Linked DNA regions of Sus scrofa: region 1 is linked to region 2. A link is a contact called in public HiChIP or PLAC-seq data. All regions are on one chromosome and are shown on one strand. The core of a region is the stretch at or near the end of the contact, and the rest is flanking DNA. Distances in the headings are between cores, read along the strand shown. Region 1 holds the start of LOC110261739 (protein PBMUCL2-like). Region 2 holds the start of VARS2 (valyl-tRNA synthetase 2, mitochondrial).

Evidence for each region. HiChIP or PLAC-seq counts read pairs in DNA pulled down with a chosen protein or histone mark.
Region 1: a contact with region 2 is called in an H3K27ac HiChIP or PLAC-seq map of alveolar macrophages. The contact joins the promoter of LOC110261739 here to the promoter of VARS2 in region 2. A contact is called at or near these places in 2 of 47 Hi-C or Micro-C datasets (alveolar macrophages and embryonic fibroblasts) and 1 of 2 datasets of contacts at active chromatin or transcription factors (alveolar macrophages).

The regions. Positions count from the first base shown.
Region 1 is chr7:23,479,233-23,483,190 of Sscrofa11.1, forward strand. It overlaps LOC110261739 (protein PBMUCL2-like), which reads left to right and starts at 2,574. Exons shown (of 3, transcript XM_021100032.1): 1 at 2,574-2,601; 2 at 2,604-2,657. The coding sequence starts at 2,574.
Region 2 is chr7:23,403,128-23,407,260 of Sscrofa11.1, forward strand. It overlaps VARS2 (valyl-tRNA synthetase 2, mitochondrial), which reads left to right and starts at 1,896. Exons shown (of 29, transcript NM_001123214.1): 1 at 1,896-2,096; 2 at 2,230-2,311; 3 at 2,427-2,527; 4 at 2,736-2,857; 5 at 2,961-3,027; 6 at 3,119-3,216; 7 at 3,828-3,909; 8 at 4,057-4,133. The coding sequence starts at 1,896. It overlaps GTF2H4 (general transcription factor IIH subunit 4), which reads left to right. Exons shown (of 13, transcript NM_001123120.1): 11 at 102-149; 12 at 305-383; 13 at 829-1,001. The coding sequence ends at 1,001.

The DNA.
Region 1 (3,958 bases), core at 1,324-3,823, 77 kb after region 2:
AATTAATGATAAGAAAACAAACAAACCAACATTCCATAAAATGTTGATATTCTTCAAAAGTGTCAACATCTGGGCGTTCCCATCATGGCTCCGTGGAAACGAATTTGACTAGCATTCATGAAGATGACAGTTCGATTCCTGGCCTCAGTCAGTGGGTTAAGGATCTGGCATTGCCGAGACACAGCTCAGATCTGGTGTTGCTCTGGCTGTGGTGTAGGCCGACAGGTGCAGCTCTGATTCTACCCCTCCCCTGAGAATTTCCATATGCTGCAGGTGCAGCCCTAAAAAGGACAAAAAAAAGTCTCAACATCATGAAAGACAAAGATAGAGGAACTGTTACAGACTGGAGGAGACCTGTGAGTAAATACAATGCAGAATCCTGGATTATATCCTGGAATAGAAAAAGGACATCAATGGAAAAACACATGAACTCTTTATAAATTCTGTAGTTTAGTGAATAGTGCTGTACCATTGTTAACTTCTTAGTTTCTGTAATTGCATAAATTACATAATTTCTCTGTACTATCTTTGCAACTCTCCTATAATCTAAAATTATCTCAAAATAAAAAGTTTTAAAATAAAACAAAAAAGCCTCAAAGATCTGAGGCTACAGAAAAAAGGTGAATTTTACTATATGCAAATTGTACCTCTTGACTTAAAAAAAATAACATCTTTTCCTTATGACAGTCCTTTAAAATATATTCATTGGTTATATGAAATACATAGGAATTCTCTTTTTGGTTGTGCCTGCAGCATGCAAAATTTCCCGGGCTGTGCATCGAACCCATTCCACAGTGGTGACAATGCCAGACCCTTAACCCACTGACCCACCAGAGAACTCCAAAATATATATGAATTCTTTTTTTTTTTTTTTTTGTCTTTTTTTTTTTTTTTTTTGCTATTTCTTGGGCCGCTCCCGCGGCATATGGAGGTTCCCAGGCTAGGGGTCCAATCGGAGCTGTGGCCACCAGCCTACGCCAGAGCCGCAGCAACGCAGGATCCGAGCCGCGTCTGCAACCTACACCACAGCTCATGGCAACGCCAGATCGTTAACCCACTGAGCAAGGCCAGGGATCGAACCCGCAACCTCATGGTTCCTAGTCGGATTCGTTAACCACTGCGCCACGACGGGAACTCCTGAATTCTTTTTTTTAATCTTTTTTTTTAGGGCTGCACCCAAGGCATATGGAAATTCCCAGGCTAAGGGTCAAATCAGAGCTGTAGCCACCAGCCTATGCCACAACCACACCAATGCCTGATCTGAGCCGTGTCTTTGACCTACACCACAGCTCACAGCAATGTTAGATCCTTAACCCACTGACTGAGGATTAACCCACTAACCTGTGTCCTCATGGATACTAGTTGGCTTCGTTACCACCGAGCCACAATGAAACTCCTATGTATGAATTCTTAATATATCTAAATAATATTCTTCTTGAAAATATTTAATTCATTCAAACAAAATTAGTAGTTGAAATAACCAGTTAAGTTTTGTAAACCGTCCATTCAATAAGTTGACTTTCACAGAATCAGCTGCAATCTGAGAAGGGACCATTGCCCAAGCCCTTCTATAATTCCTGAGTTCCTCTTCTATTTAAGAAAACACTGGAGGAGTTCCCTGGTGGCCTAGTGGTTGTCACAGCTGTGGTTCAGGTTTCCTAGCCTGGGAACTTCTGCATGCTGCGGGTGCATCCAAAAAAAAAAAAAAAAAAAAAAAAAAAAGGATACTGGCAAAGAGAGAAGCCCCACAAATGGCAGGAAATTTCCTACCCCTGAACGAAAACAAGCCTCAATAATGTTCTGGACGCTAAAGGAGGCAGGGATGGAAGTCAGAAAAGGGAGAAGTACGGGTCCTCTTATTCCAACCTCTCCTGATGAGACCTTTGAACTAATTTCTCTAGTAATTGAGGAAATCTTGGTGGGGGTGAGGGCACTGGAGTAGTAGGAGCAAGGAGGTGACTCTGCAGGTGGGAGAGAAACCACTGAAAAGGATTTGGGTGGATGTCTGGAGAAGGGAGAGGTTTTGAAGACAGAGAGGTTGGGTGTTTCTGCCCCCCTCATCGACGCTCCTCCTTTCGGTTAAGTGCCAAGGTGCTCCATGCCCTCTGTCACCTCGTCCTTCTCACTCCACGACTATCCCCCAGGCAGGCTGAAGAGACTCGCCTTGTCACCGCCGCCAGACCCCTCCCACTTCCGGGAAAGGAAGTCCAAGCCCCCTCTCATCTCTGAGACGCTGGGGCGGGACGGCTTTCCTCCTGCACTCGCGGCAGCCCTCTCTGCCCTGCCGCTCCTCTGCAAGAGATTCCTCTTCCCTGACTGATAGAAAGTACAGGAGCAGGCAGTTCCTCCCCAAAAGAAGGAAGGAAGACCCAGGCGTCCTGGATTCCCCTGGGAGCAGCACACATAAACCCCAGACACGTTGTGCTTAAGAAGGAAAGCTACAAGTGGAGAGAAGGAAGGAGAAAAAGACAACCGGCTTCTAGCCCATGTGGAGTGTCTTGAGATGAAAAAGAAAATGCACTGCCACATCCCTTCTCCTGCTGCTGCGGTATTTGGTAGTGGGTGAATGAACAATGTTTGGAGAGAAAGGTGCAAGGGTTCCCCAATCTGGAGAGGAGGGGTCAGGATCCCTGGGAAAGGACCCTCTCAGGACACAGGCGGGCACAGACTGTGGAGGTGAGGAATAGCTGAGACCCCCTTGTGAAGCTCTGGATGCTGCACCCGCCCCAGCTCCTCACCATAGGGAATTAGCTTTCCAGGGTCCAGTTTGTTCTCTTTCTCACATCCTCTTTTAAGGAAATTCTCTGCTTTTGATTATTTAGTTTAGTTTCTGTTACCTTCCATGAGAAGTGAAAGATCTGAGCCCTATTTGAGGAATTTGGGGAATCAGCAGCAGGTAGGGGAACTGCTTTGGGCAAAGGAAACCCAAACTCCAAAATTTACACCATGTGACGCAGGCTACATTTATTCATAAGAGCAAATACTCTCCCACAGTGTTTCCTGGTGGCCTAGCAGGTTAAGGATGTGGCATTGTTACCACTGCGGCGCAAGTTTGATCCCTGGCCCGGGCATGTCCACATTACCATGAACTCAGCACAAAAAAAGAATAAATACTGCCAGTCCTGATGCCCTTCAGGGAGAGTGGGGGGAGATGGAGAAGATTCACGTCTTCTTTCTACTTATACCCAGTTCACTGCTGCTGTCAACCCCAACGAGATCATACCCACAGCCCCTTATAATGCCTCCTATCCTCAAACCACCTCATATCACTTGCCTTCAATTTTGCTGCTTTAGCCCCAGATCTGGCCCAGGAGCTGCTTCAGGCTAAATCATCTATACCCAGCCATGATCTGAATCCAATCTCCAAGAAGAATTGTGGCTCCTGCCTCACTTGTTTATGGAGATCCAGGCGTAACTGGATGAGAGGCGGCACGTGCAAACATGGAGTCAGAATACTGGACTGCTGAAAACACTTACTTTTCCATGGAAAAAGACCAGAACCGTACAGCACAGAAACAAAGGTTGGGTGAGAAGACCTTCTAAGGACATGGCTTAGCTCTGGATACTCCATACCGTAATGTGTGTTGTGGAATATGTTTTGTCAGAATGAAATCTAAAATATCAGATGATCCTTTTTTTTCAATACTTTTTTTTTTTTTTTTTTTGTCTTTTCTAGGGCCGCACCTGCGGCATATGGAGGTTCCCAGGCTAGGGCTCGAATTGGAGCTGTAGCCGCTGGCCTACGCCAGAGCCACAGCCATGCAGGATCCGAGCCGTGTCTGCAACCTACACCACAGCTCATGGCAACGCTGGATCCTTAACCCACTGAACAAAGCCAGAGATCGAACCCGCAACCTCATGGTTCCTAGTCGGATTCGTTAACCACTGAGCCACGACAGGAACTCCTAAAATATCACATGATCCCTAACTCAAATAAATCCAAACACAACAATGAACT
Region 2 (4,133 bases), core at 646-3,145:
GTAGGCACGTGCCTGTGAGTTTTTATGAGTGACAGCTTGGGTAGCTTTCCAGCCTTCCTAATTTTGAAGCCCTTGATCCCAATTCTTGTCTGTTTTCCTAGATCATCCATTTCCTAAGGACAAGGGCCCACCCAGTGATGCTTAAACAGGTACGAACAAGTACCAAGCTGCTGGAGGCTGACAGCCCTTGGCACCTCGTGATGAAGTGATGGAAAAGAGAAGGGGGGCATCCAGATCTGGGGAGAGAGGAGGGTTGGGATTGTCTGGTATTCCTGGATTGTACAGCCATCCCTTGCCCCTGCAGACACCTGTGCTGCCTCCCACCATCACAGACCAGATTCGGTTGTGGGAGCTAGAAAGGGACAGACTACGGTTCACTGAAGGTGAGTGTCTTCTGGTGGTTGATTCTAGGTCATTGGCCGGAGGAAGGACAATTCAGTCTTGATGAGCTGAAAAAGCTATTCATGCATTTCTCAGTGTTTACTGCATGGGTTTATTATGGGGTGAGTCGACAGCAGTAAATGAACTGCTTCAAATCGGTGCAATGTGGATTAGCTAGAAGAGGGAAATGGCGAAGGATAATTCATAGTAATATACCTGGTTTGATAAGCATTAATGGGTTTTCTTATTGTATTATATTGACTTTCTGAATATGGCTGGATCACACTAGAGTTAGGATGAGCCCTAGAACAGGCAAACAGGATTCCTTTGTAAATGCGGGGGGCAAGCCCAGGCCGCTGCCCTGAGGCAGCCCCAGACTCTGGGCCCCGCGCCTCACCTCATGCTCTCACCTCTCTCTCGTCGCCGCTCCTGACCTGCGGACCCCAGGCGTCCTCTATAACCAGTTCCTGTCACAAGTGGACTTTGAGCTGCTGCTGGCCCACGCGCGGGAGCTGGGCGTCCTAGTGTTCGAGAACTCGGCAAAGCGGCTCATGGTGGTGACCCCGGCGGGACACAGCGACGTCAAGCGCTTCTGGAAGCGGCAGAAGCACAGCTCTTGAGACTGCGGGACCGGGCGGGACAGTACTGTGACAGTACCGTGACGGCGGGCCGCTTGGAGGCGGACGCCGCCTCAGAACTCAGGGGTATTTTTTATTCACACGTCAAGACTCTTCTTGTTTAATAAAATTGTGAAAATGAACCACGCGACCCGGGGCGCTTAGCCGGGAGGCGTCTCTTCGCGGAAGACGCGCTCCTCTCTTCTCCTCGTCGGCAGCCATTGGACTGGGAGGGGGAGGAGGTGGGGCCGAGGCCAGCGGCCGCGCCTGCGCCCCATCAGGGCCCCGCCTCCCTGCGCCGCGCGGCTTGCGGATCGCGTTCCGGCTTCGGCTTCTTCGGAGCCCCAGCCTCTGCCGCCCCTGCCGCGGGGCGCCCTGGGATAGCAGCCGGCCCACCCGGTGAGCGCGCGCGTAGGAGTGGGAAGCGCTGCGGGGCCGGGGCCCACGCGGTGACTGGCGGGAAGGCAGGGCAGTGAGCTGGGCCGGGGGCAGTGCGGACGGCCTCGTGGGAGGACAGAGTTCGCAGTGACCCTGGAGGGACTCCTTGCCGGCTCTTGGGAACGCCGATGTCTATCAACTCCGCGAATCCCTGAATCCTTTCCCTGCCTCTGTCCGCATCTCTGTTTCCCCCACGTCGCAGATAAACAGGTTGAAGGCCTGAGACTCCGACCCTGTCCCAGAAGAGCCTTGATCTCTATGACTCCAGGACCCTGTCGACACCATGCACACTAGTCCTCACGGAGGAATGGGTTATGTGGGGTGGGGTCGATATTTGACAGACCAAGGAGACGGGAAGTAAGGAATAGGGTGTAACAGGAGGTGTGACCTTTTCTCACACCCATACCTTCTAATGTGCTCTGTCTGGAACAGATCCTGGCCCCTTTGCAAGCACTCCTGATGCCTCACTTGCCTCTGGCTTCCTTTCGACCACCGCTTAGGGGACTGAGGCCCACACGGTGCTTCCCCAGGTCCCATTCCCTTTCCACTCAGTCAGAGCCCCATGGATCACCCATCTCACGGAGAAACCGTGAAGCCAAACAGAAGCGCCTGCGAGAGAAGCAGGCGGCGCTGGAGACTGGCATAGCAGCAAAGGGCAAGGTTAGGAGTCAGATAGCGTGTCCTTGGTTCTCTGAGGGGGCTTGGGAGGGAGCTGGAGGAGAGACTGGCTGGATTCCTTATGCCTGGGGTACACTGGAGTTGCAACCCCTTTTCTGGTCGCTTCTCTCCCCAGCCACCTGCAGAATCCACTAAGGCCTGGACTCCTAAGGAGATAGTGTTGTATGAAATCCCCACGGAACACGGTGAAAAGAAAGGTAATTAAGAACTGGAAGGCCTCTTCCCTCACAATTTTATCGCCTCTTTGGTTTGCTGAAATGCAACCTGGGAACAAAATCCAGGAGTTAGTGGAGCTCTTGTCTGTCGCCATAGATGTCTCCCGGCCCCTGCCTCCTGCATACAGCCCCCGGTATGTTGAGGCTGCCTGGTACCCATGGTGGGTGCGAGAGGGCTTCTTCAAACCAGAATATCAGGTTAGTACCCAGCAGGGAGGAGTGCTAAGTGGTCCACAAGGCGAAATGGCTGGTGGAGTTGGTGTCTCCACAATTGTTCTCTGTAGGTTTTTCCCTTCCTTATTAATTTGCTTATTTTTTCTGCATTTCTTTCTGCCTTGCAGACACCAGAGGGTGCTATTTCTCCAGGGAACATCCAGCCCTCTCTGACTTTTCTCCTTGCTTCTAGACCAGGCTGCCTCAGGCTACAGGGGAGACCTTTTCCATGTGTATCCCACCCCCTAACGTCACTGGCTCCCTGCACATCGGGCACGCCCTGACGGTGGCCATACAGGATGCCCTCGTGCGCTGGTGAGAGGAGAATGGGCTACTTGAGTTCTGGAGGGGAAGGAGAAAGTGTGCGAAGGATAAACAGGTAAGGCCAGGGATTCATGTGAGGTTATTTCTTTTGCAGGCACCGGATGCGTGGGGATCGGGTGCTGTGGGTCCCTGGCTCAGATCATGCAGGGATTGCTACTCAAGTATGTTTTTTGCCACTTTTCCCTTTTCTTGGGTGAAAGAGCTTTCTTCCCCCAAAGTGACCCGATTCTCTGCGCCCTCATCTTACTGTAGGCTGTGGTGGAGAAAAAGCTGTGGAAGGAACGAGGGCTGAGGAGACGTGAGCTGAGCCGAGAAGACTTCCTTAGGGAGGTGTGGAAGTGGAAGGAGGAGTGAGTATGGTGGGCGGGGCGGGAGGGGCCAATGCCACAGGTTTGGGTCCTGGCTTTCCAGCCCCTCTCCCCTAACGCGTAGGCGAGGCTCTTCTCATTCAGTCCTAACTTCCCATGGTGACGTAAGCTCTGGGAGCATTTGGTGGGGTCTCCGAGCTTGGGGTGTGTGTGTGTGTGTGTGCGTGCGCGTGCACGTTGTATACACTGAAAAGTATTTATGTATGTGCATGTATATATGTGTGAATTTTTCTTCTCCCTTTATCCTGTTTCCTGTGTTTAGATTTCATCGTCTCTCCTCTTCACTTATTCCCACTTCCCATCCACTTGAAATTACCCTCTTTCTTCCAGGTCTGTTATCACATGCCATTTTCTCTGTAAAGCTTCTTTGGGTTTCTCACAAATCAGCTGCTTCTTCCCCTGTTACCGCAGAACTTTTATGCTTCTTTCATTGTCCTAGAAGGCCCCATTCTGGGTTTATCTGTCTCCATTGGCTTCGAGAGGCTAGATCAATGCCAAACTCACTCCAGCACCCGGCATAAGTGGGGTTTCACTGGGCTTGGTGTGTAGTTGGTGTTTGGGGCATGTTTGCTGCCCAAAATCTCTCGGCATAGGAAGGGTGGAGAGATCTGTCAGCAGCTCCGCGTGCTGGGGGCCTCCCTGGACTGGGACCGAGAATGTTTTACCATGGATGCTGTGAGTGCCACAGTCCCTGTGGGTGTCAGGGAGGTGTTTAGAGATCTCTATAGGGAGGCGGGCTGCTGTGTGTGTTGGGGTGGGGAGGGTACCGCAGCTTGAGTGGGGCCATTGTGGACACTGATGTGGACACTCAGGTCATTCTAGGGCTCCTCAGTGGCTGTGACGGAAGCTTTTGTGCGGCTCTACAAGGCTGGGCTGTTGTACCGGAGCCGGCAGCTTGT